Regions from separate parts of the Sus scrofa genome. Here region 1 is linked to region 2. The links are chromatin contacts, called in public promoter capture Hi-C maps. All regions are on one chromosome and are shown on one strand. The core of a region is the stretch at or near the end of the contact, and the rest is flanking DNA. Distances in the headings are between cores, read along the strand shown.

Evidence for each region. Promoter capture Hi-C pulls out the DNA fragments that hold promoters and counts their contacts.
Region 1: a promoter capture Hi-C map of fetal liver shows a contact between it and region 2, with 5 times the contacts expected there. The contact joins the promoter of BCL2L11 here to the enhancer-like site in region 2. A contact is called at or near these places in 3 of 5 promoter capture datasets (fetal liver and liver), 7 of 47 Hi-C or Micro-C datasets (embryonic fibroblasts, fetal heart ventricle, fibroblasts and 3 more) and 1 of 2 datasets of contacts at active chromatin or transcription factors (alveolar macrophages).

The regions. Positions count from the first base shown.
Region 1 is chr3:45,196,310-45,200,873 of Sscrofa11.1, forward strand. BCL2L11 (BCL2 like 11) reads right to left here and starts at 1,971. Exons shown (of 2, transcript NM_001252194.1): 1 at 1,590-1,971. The coding sequence starts at 1,971. LOC110260116 reads right to left here. Exons shown (of 3, transcript XM_021088387.1): 3 at 3,657-4,067. The coding sequence ends at 3,692.
Region 2 is chr3:45,034,272-45,038,801 of Sscrofa11.1, forward strand. The region is part of intron 4 of LOC106509733 (a long non-coding RNA gene); the gene reads left to right. Among named protein-coding and RNA genes, the nearest start is that of BCL2L11, 160 kb to the right of the region's middle. Within about 2 kb of position 2,195, at least 19 of the 83 cell types and tissues checked have an H3K27ac peak or open chromatin away from gene starts, as enhancers often do. A contact at or near this core is called in fetal liver and liver, where this site is marked.

The sequences.
Region 1 (4,564 bases), core at 721-3,220, 160 kb after region 2:
AGGGAAAAATGATAATGGCTTCCAGAAGATCCTTAAAATATATGGAGTTTTAAACATGCACACCCCAAGGCCCCGTTCACTCATTTAGTAACTCATTTTCCAATGAGCAAGTGCTCATAAAGTCAAGAGCATTTTCAAGGGCAGAAAAACCAGCACCCCAACCTTCTAAGGCTGAAAAGAGCTCAGGAACAGCAACAGCAATACCTAGAGTAACAGTAATAATAAAACGTTCAGCGCTTTTTCCCGAAGGAGGGGTGCTGATAAAGTGTCATTCAGCATTGAGCAGGAGATGCAGAGCCATCATGTATAGCAGTGGGTGCTTCTGACATCTGTCTGCCACTCCCCAGGTACGCCCCACTTCTGACCGACAACCAAAGTTCTGAGGTTCTTTCTAACTCTGCAACAGGGGGACAGAGGTGTACAGTCCACCCTGTGGATGGTTATGAAGACAGAGCCGTGTGGTATTTGCAAATGCAAGACTCGCCATCATGTTCCAACAGGTAACTGTCTACACTGATGATTTTAATCAGCCTTTGGCTTAAGTGCCATCTATGTTTCAATGCAATCCATGCTGGATTTCTTAACTGACGATGCTGCCAACGTGCTTGCACCTCCTGCAGGGAGGGCTAACCTGGACAAACGGTAAAGGAGATTCTGGCGATCAAGACATGAACCTTTTCCTCTCCTGGGGAACGGTGATTTGAACTGGCACACGCGCCCAGGATCTCAAAGCCGCATGCTGGAGGCTCAGGGGTCACATCAAGCCCATGGATGTTTTCATTTGGCTTGTATGGTGCTTTCAAAGTTCTAAATGACTTGGCCAGTGCTTAAACATCAGATTTGACATCAAAATCTGTACTCTCAGATTATGTGGCACTAGAGGAAGACCTACCACCTTGAGACCACACACCCTCACAGCCACACCCCGGGCAGTCTGAAAGGACAAGGGCAAATGTTCTCCAATCTGCCACAACTTTCGCCCATGGGACAGCCAGATTTTTCTGGGTATTTAGGTTTGCCACTCCTCCCCAAGACTCTAAAACTGTGAAACAAAACCCCACAATCTAATCTTATTAGCACTAGGTCCAAAAGCTCAGAGCAAACAAAACAAGCTTAAAGAGAAATATGAGTAGAAAACAAACTATTTTCATGGTTCTATGGTGGTAATGCCTATACGAACTAGGTCATCTTTTTAAAATGTCATTTTTGAAAATGATGTAACTTGTGTCATCCCTTTCTCCACACATTCAGTTATTAAGCTGTAACAGACTGAGTCCCTTTCAAGCAGGACATCATTAATGAGTGAATCCTAGTGCTTAGGATGAATTGCCACAGATAGATACTTTAAAGAAGGCATCAGAGGTTCAGGATATACTCATTATATATCCGCTCAAAGGACCCCCACTTACTGCTGCACAACTTTTTAAAATGTTGCCTGGATATTTTACTTGGTATAGGCTCCACTCCCCACAAAACATGGCATCAAATCAGCCAACGGAGTCTAGGAAGGGGCTTTGAATGCTACACAGCCTCTGGACAGATACGCAGACAACCACACCTCTGCTGCCACCACCCCGGATATTGCTTACCCATCGCACTGAGATAATGGTTGAAGGCTTGGCAAGGAGGACTTGGGGTTTGTGTTGATTTGTCACAACTCATGGGTGCTGGGCTCCTGTCTGTGTCAAAAGAGAAATACCCACTGGAGGATCGAGACAGCAGGGAGGATCTTCTCACGAAGATGAAAAGCGGGGATCTGGTAGCAAAGGGGCCAGGGCTGGTCGGTGGGGCCAGTGGGCCCTGGGGGCTGCCTTGGGGGCAGCGGTCCCCTTCTCCTTCCGGATTACCTTGCCGCTCTGTTTGTAGAGAGGTGGGGGCCCCAGGCCTGAGCTGAGGAGGCCTTTCCGCAGGCTGCAACTGTCCACCTTCTCTGTCACACTCAGAACTTACATCGGAAGGTTGCTTTGCCATTTGGTCTTTTTTTCTGCAAGTAAAATTAAAACTAGGATTATCTTAAGCAAAATAATAATTATAGCAAATACGTGAATGAGCAAACTTTCACCTATTCGTTAAAAATCCTCAGCATTAATACCAAATACTTTAACATGAAGTCAACATTTAAAGAGAAACAGTTCTCAATACTATCTTCCAAATAAGGATAAAAATACACCTAAATAACAAAGGTATCATTATCTTTGTTGGGGAGTTGAGAGAAGACTAAACTTCTTGCCGCCAAACAAAACACAGCAACAATGTCAATTACTTGTGGAATTGATGCTCTAACACACACACACGTTTTAGGACAGGCCGCTTGTTTGAGGTCTGTTCACATGTGCTCTTTGCTCAGGGCCGACTAGAGTAAGTCAGAAACTCCCAGCAGGCTCTGATTTCCCGGGATCAGATACAGCGCTGGAGCCCAGGAGCGGGCGCAGATGCAGCGATTGCAGGCGGCTGGCTGCGTTCCCCGCTCCGGCCCCATTGTTCTGCCCAAAAGTGCTGAGGACAGCAAGTCTGAGGAAGGTTTGGCAAGGGCCGTCAGTCGTAGTAAGTGCGTCACAATAGAGTTTGTAACTCAGCGCCGAACTGTTGGGCTCCTGAGCTCTCCGTCCGCGGTCCCTCCCGCTCCCGGCCCGTGCGCCCCTCCTCCTGCGGGGAAGGGGGAGGGCAGCGCGCCGCGCTGAACCCGACAGAACTTCTCCGAAATACACTCACACTGTTAGGTGCACACCTACAAACGGGAGGGGGGGGGTCCCCGAAAGCGTTCCCGGGCGCCCCCTGCAAAGTCCACAAGTAACTCCACCCGCCAGGCGGCATCGGGGCGCGCGGGTCCCGCACCCCAAAGACCCTCCCTTCCCAAGGCAGTCAGGCCAAAACTCACGTCCGCCCCTTCCCTTCGGAGCGTCGTGTCCGGGCCCGGGCTCCTCGGCGCGCGGTCCGCGCCCTACGCCGGTTCGGAACCCCCCGACCGTCACCACGAAGGCAGCGCGGGAGACAAAGCCCAGGACTCGCGCTGGGAGACGCCGGGACCGCGCAAAGCTTGCAACTCGCCGCTCTCCCGCCACCGCGCTCCACCGGGCAGCCGAGGGCTCCACGCGCCGCGCCTCTTGCCCGCGCTGCCCCGGCCGCCGCTGCCGCCGGGAACATCCTCCGCCTCCTCCCGCTCCTCCCCTTGCGCACTGCGCCCGCCGCCGCCGGCACCGCCGACCTCCCCGCGCCGCCGGCTCCGGGTGCCCGCGCTCCCAATTGGCCCTCGCGCGGTCGCTCCGCGCTGCAGCCAATCGTCGGCAGCGGTGGGGGCGGCGCCTACCCGACAGGCCGCCAAAGGCGAGGCGATTGTTGACAAACTCGCCGCCCGATCGCGGCTCGGGCAGTGGCCGAGGCGGGAGCCTCCGTGGAGGTTTCCGGGGCCTCAGGGCCAGAGGTTGCCCCGGCTGTCCCGCCCCCCACCCCCACCCCCGGCCGTCCACGCGCCGGGCGCCTCCGCTGTTCCCGCCGCCCCCAAATAGCCGGTCGAGCCGCATGGCGGTCCCCAGCCGCTGACCCTCACCGGGGCCTGTTCGGATGGGGACACTAAGGGCCAGCCCCCTCCTCAGCAGCACCACCCATAGTCCTCCAACTTCCTCCCTCTTTCTCCGCTTGCACCGAGGGACACGCACCAAATCTGAGCGGCCACCACTGGCCACGGACGCGCTTATCCGCGCGCACCCGTGACCGCCGCAGCCGAGGAACACTTTCGGCCCCGAGCCAGGCGTCCGGCGGGCCTTTCACTACCTGCGCCAACCCCGAGTAACAGGTCCCCGAGGGCAAGGCACCGCCAGCCAACACTGCGAATAGGTTGGGCTGCGCTCAGGCACGCCTGAGTCTTTAAGACGGCCCGGCTCTCGGACAGAGCAGGTTCTATCGCCTGCGGCTCCTCCACTGCTTGGACCCGGCGGTCGGAGGAGGCCCTTGGTCTCTCGCCGTCTGTGGATTGTGTGTCTGGCATCATCCGCAGGGCGCCCGCAGACGGGGCAGGGACCCCAGACACATCTGAGAAGGTGAACGCAGCGGTTGCCCGAAACGTCGGCCTGAATGAGTAAAAGGAAAAGCCGAGTCTCCTCAGTTTAAACACCGTCACCTTTCCATAAATCCTTCACCACGGGCCCGCCCCAGAGAAAAGCATAGACGCAAGACCGGCTCATACTTCGCGGCCGCTAGTCCGGGGCCGCTGGGGCTGGAGGGTGGCGAGACTTCAAGGCCGGGTGCGCAGCCCAGTCCAGGGCGGCGGCCCCAGCTCCCCGGCCAGCGCGGAGAACAAGCGCTGCCTCTCCCAGCGGGCCTGAGACACTTCACCACCCCCTCTTGCAGCATCCCCGCGGAGCCGCACTTGACCTAAGGGCTCACAGGCTTTGCGCGGACGCCGCCCCCCCTCCCCCGCGCCCCCCAAGCAGACCTGCCCAAGTGAACCCAACACGTACAGATCGCCGCCTCCCGCTGGAGGATGAGCGGGACGGGTACGCGCCTCTCCGCCTGCACGTGCGCGGGAAGCGGGCTGGAGGTGGCGCCGTGCTGGCTCCACCGCCAA
Region 2 (4,530 bases), core at 945-3,444:
GGTTTAACCTTAGAAAATTTATAAGACTTTTTTTTTCTCCTTTTTTTCCCTTCCAGTTTTATTGAGACGTAACTGACACACAGTGCGGTGTGTCAGGCGGACAGCAGCATGATTTGACAAACATGTTACTGAACCAGTGAGTGAACAGCCACTATCTCATGTTACAAAAGAAAAAAAGGGGAAAAAATTTTTTTTTCCTTGTGAGAAGAACTCAGGATTTACTCTCTTAACTTTTTTGTGTGTGTCTTTTTTTTTTTTTTTAAGGGCCGCACCTGTGGCATATGGAGGTTCCCAAGCTAGGGGTCAAATTGGAGCTGTAGCCACCAGCCTACACCACAGCCACAGCCACACCAGATCCAACCCGCTTCTGCGACCTACACCACAGCTCACAGCAACACCGGATCCTTAACACACTGAGCGAGGCCAGGGGTTGAACCTGCGTCCTCATGGATGCTAGTCAGATTCGTTTCCACTGAGCCACAATGGCAACTCCTCTCTTTCTTATAAAGTAGGCAATAGTGTTCATTATGTAATCACGTTGTACGTGACATCCCTCATATTTATTTGTCTTCAAACTGGAAGTGTGTACCTTTTGACCACCTTCATCCAACTTATAAAATTTTATAATTGGGAAGCCTCAAACGTTTTACTTTAAAAAGGAAAAATTAAGAGTTCCCATTGTGGCTCATCGGAAATGAACCTGATTAGTATCCATGAGGATGCTGTTTTGACCCCTGGCCTCACTCAGTGGGTTAAGGATCCGGCATTGCCATGAGCTGCAGCATAGGCCACAGAGGAGGCTCAGATCCCACGTTGCTGTGTGGCTGTGGCATAGGCCGGCAGCTGCAGCCCCAATTCAACCCCTAACCTGGGAAGTTCCATATGGTGCCGGTGAGGCCTTAAAAAGAAAAAAAAGAAAGAAAAAGCAAAAAATTGGTCCATATTACACCATATGAGGAAGATCTTTAAGACCAGAGGATGTGAGGGGAAAAAAAGGAGTTCCCTTTGTGGCTCAGTGTGTTAAGAACCCGACACAGAGTCTGGGAGGATGCAGGTTTGATCTCTGGCCTCACTCAGTGGGTTAAGGATCCGGCATTGCCATGAGCTGCAGTGTAGGTCCCACATGGCTCAGATCCCACGTTGCTGTGGCTGTGGCGTAGACTGGCAGCTGCAGCCCCAGTTCAACCCCTAGCCTGGGAAGTTCCCTAGGCCATGGGTGTGGCTGTAAAAAGAAAAAAGAAAAGATGTGACACAGGTCCTAAAACTTCCTCTTCCATTAGTGTTTATTTCACCTTGAGTATGACGCTCAGCCCCCCACCTCCAGAAATGACCTTGTGTCCCTACACTTCTTCCTCGTGGAAACATTCCAGGAGGACTCTCGTTCCCCGAAGGCAGGATGTGGCAAAAATAACATCAGCAGGTGGGATGGGGGCCGGAGTGGGGCTCCCTGCTCTACCCCTTACTTTTGTAGCCCTTTGAGCAAGTCCCTGGCCTCTCCAGGCTACAGTTTTCTCCTCCACATAACACAGAGGATCCCATCTAAAACAACCCTCTGTCTAGAAGATTGCCCAAAGTCAGGTAAGAAACTCTGCCAACAAAAAGATATGGAATCCTTGTTTGACAGCAGGCCCCACCCCCACCCCAGGGCCTTCACTTCACCTTCATCGTCACAGCCTCTCTGGCTCGCTTATATAAGTCCCTTTCCCTGCTGCTGCCGTTTCCCTCTGGGGAGCCTGGCCCATGAAAATCATGCAGAAGACCGTCAGAACTGCCAGAAAAGCAGGGCAGACAAATGCCCTCGTTTTCCAAGGAGCAGACTGTGTAAACCACAAGGGGGGGACTTGTGATGCTAATCTTTGGCAGAACTCTCAAGGGAGTTAGCAAATAGCAACTGGAGATAAAGCAGAGCTTGGTACAAAGGTCAACCTCTGGGCTGACTCAGGTCACCCTCTGCTCTCCACCTGGGTGGGGAGGGGCAGACTCCAGAGCCAGCAGCAAACAGTACACTTTTTTCAGGAATTTGAGAAGTTCTTGACATCCTGCAACAAAAACAACCTCAACATTTCCCTGAAGAGAAACCCATGGGATCTGGGGCCAGGGTGGCTTTTCTCATCCCTGAGAAATGTGCCGGGGCGATTGGCTACCCCTGGAGGAAAGACTAAAGTAGGAAAAGAAAAGATAGGGTATGTTTATGACCTTGGGCTTGGAGTGGGCACGACCGCAAGCAAACACAGATCACAAAGGCAAACAGAGAAAGAGTGATGTCAGCCTTTATCAAAATGTGAAACTTCTGATTCAAAGTCACTCATCACCAGACTCTGAGATAAAAGACAAGCAACAGAGTGGGAGAAGATATTTGCAATATCTATAGCTGTGTGTGTGCATGCGTACCTATGCAGATATGCACGCTTATACATACAAGGATAGAGCTACATATACGCAGAAAGGTAAACACATACACATAAATTTTGGATTATTATCCAGACTCTATCACGAACTATCAACCTGTAAGAAAAAAGACGAACGCCAACAACCCAATAGAAAAATGGGTAAAGGAGATGCCAGCCAGTTCACAAAGTGGGAAAGTCCAGGGGGATTCTTGCTTTATCTTTCGGGTGCAAATTATTTCCCATGAGAGCTTATTCTTCTGTGAATTTTATAAGGAAAAATAAAGAAGAGGAGTTTCAGTTGTGGCTCAGTAGTAAGGAACCCAACTAGTATCCATGAGGATATGGGTTCCATCCCTGGCCTTGCTCAGTGGGTTAAGGATCCAGCATTGCCATAAGCTGTGGTATGGGTTGCAGACGCTGCTGGGATCTGCGTTACTGTGGCTGTGGTGTAGGCCAGCAGCTGTAGCTCCGATTCAACGCCAAACCTGGGAACTTCCATATGCCTTGGGTGTGGCCCTAAAAAAATTTCAAAATAAAGAAGAAAATTACCGGAAAATGAAACCTAAACAATATGCCCTATTAGTTTGCCAACACTTAGGAAGGGAACACAATCTATAAAGCATGAGCTCTTTGGTGTGCAGCTGGGCAGCTACAGGTCAGCAAGGGTCAGAGGATGACCTGGACAGGGGATGGGGGTGGGGTGCGGATGGGAAGGGAGGCCCAGCTCCCTGTGGCTCAGTGCCTGGCAGCCCAAGTGGCCCTCAGCTGCTCCTAGGGTGGTGTAAAATATGGACTCCAAACTTAAGACCCTCTGGAGTTCCCTGATGGCTCAGTGGGTTAAGGATCTGGCGTTGTTACTGCTGTGGCACGGGTTCGATCCCTGACCTGGAACTTCCACGTGCCATGTGTGTGCCTCCCCCAGTTTAAGATTCTCTGACCAAAATTCTATCATCAATGTTCCAATACACATATGCAAGTTTTAAAAGGACTGAAGAGAATTTCCGCCCACTTCCAATGTACAGTTTAGAAAACTACATTTGAATTATTGATGTTGAAATTGCATTTAGAGAGAGGCTAGAATGAGCCTATTTTCAGACTAAAAACAAAGCATCATTATGACGGAGCATGATAATGTTTGAAAATAGAATGTGTACATGTATGTGTAACTGGGTCACCATGCTGTACAGTAGAAAAAAAATTGTATTGGGGAAATAACTATTAACAAATAATAATTTACCATAAAAAAATAAATTCAGTACCAGTCCTGTATTTTGAAAGACAAAAACAAACAAACAAAAATAAAGTATCAGCTGTTATTTCTGTTTTACCCTTTCTCTTTCTCTCTCCCTCTGTGTTTTTTTCCTTCTTTTTCCATTCACCCATTTCTTCTGTCCTTTAGCAAAGGGTTGTTTATGGACCTTCCAAGTGCCAAGTGTTGAGCTGGCTTCCGCAAAGCCATAGCCACCCTGTCCTGACTTCAGGGCTCTGCAGAGGAGAGTGAGTGCCCCAGCTAGGGATGTGAGGGACTTGGGAAAATGACATTGGTGGACACAGGGGTCTTCCTGGAGAGGGTGCTAGGTGCCCTAGAGGCCCCAGAGCAGCCTTCAGGATCCATAGCATGCAGGCCTAGGGATTCTAGCAAAAGTGTGCTGTCTTTACTGGCATCAAGACAGCCATGTTACATGTTGGTGGCCATGTGGGGTCTGTTGCCGGGATGGGTTAGGGAACGGTGAGTAAGCAGATTTAGTCACTGTGGGAATAGTCATTCTTTTTTCTTCTGAAATGCTGCTCTGCTTCTCAGAAGAGTGTGTGTCTTCACCCCACAAGTAGGGTAAGTGTTAATATTCCTCTGAATATCTTAAGCCCTCAGCTTAGACGCTGGGCTCCATCATGTTGGCCCCGAAGGCTTCAGGAGGAAGGAGACCAGTGATTCTATCCAGCTCTCCTCTTTCTCCAGTTGCCTCCTCCTTGACAGCCTCTGGCCCCCTGTCTCTCGAGAGCTTGATTGGAGAGACACGTTTTATGCCTTACAAGTACCTACTACTAGGAGGTCTTTTATAAAGGAGCCCCCATGAGAAAACCTTCCTGTCAACCCGCAGTGCTTGGCAACAAGCCAGATGGAAACATCTAGCCATGTACA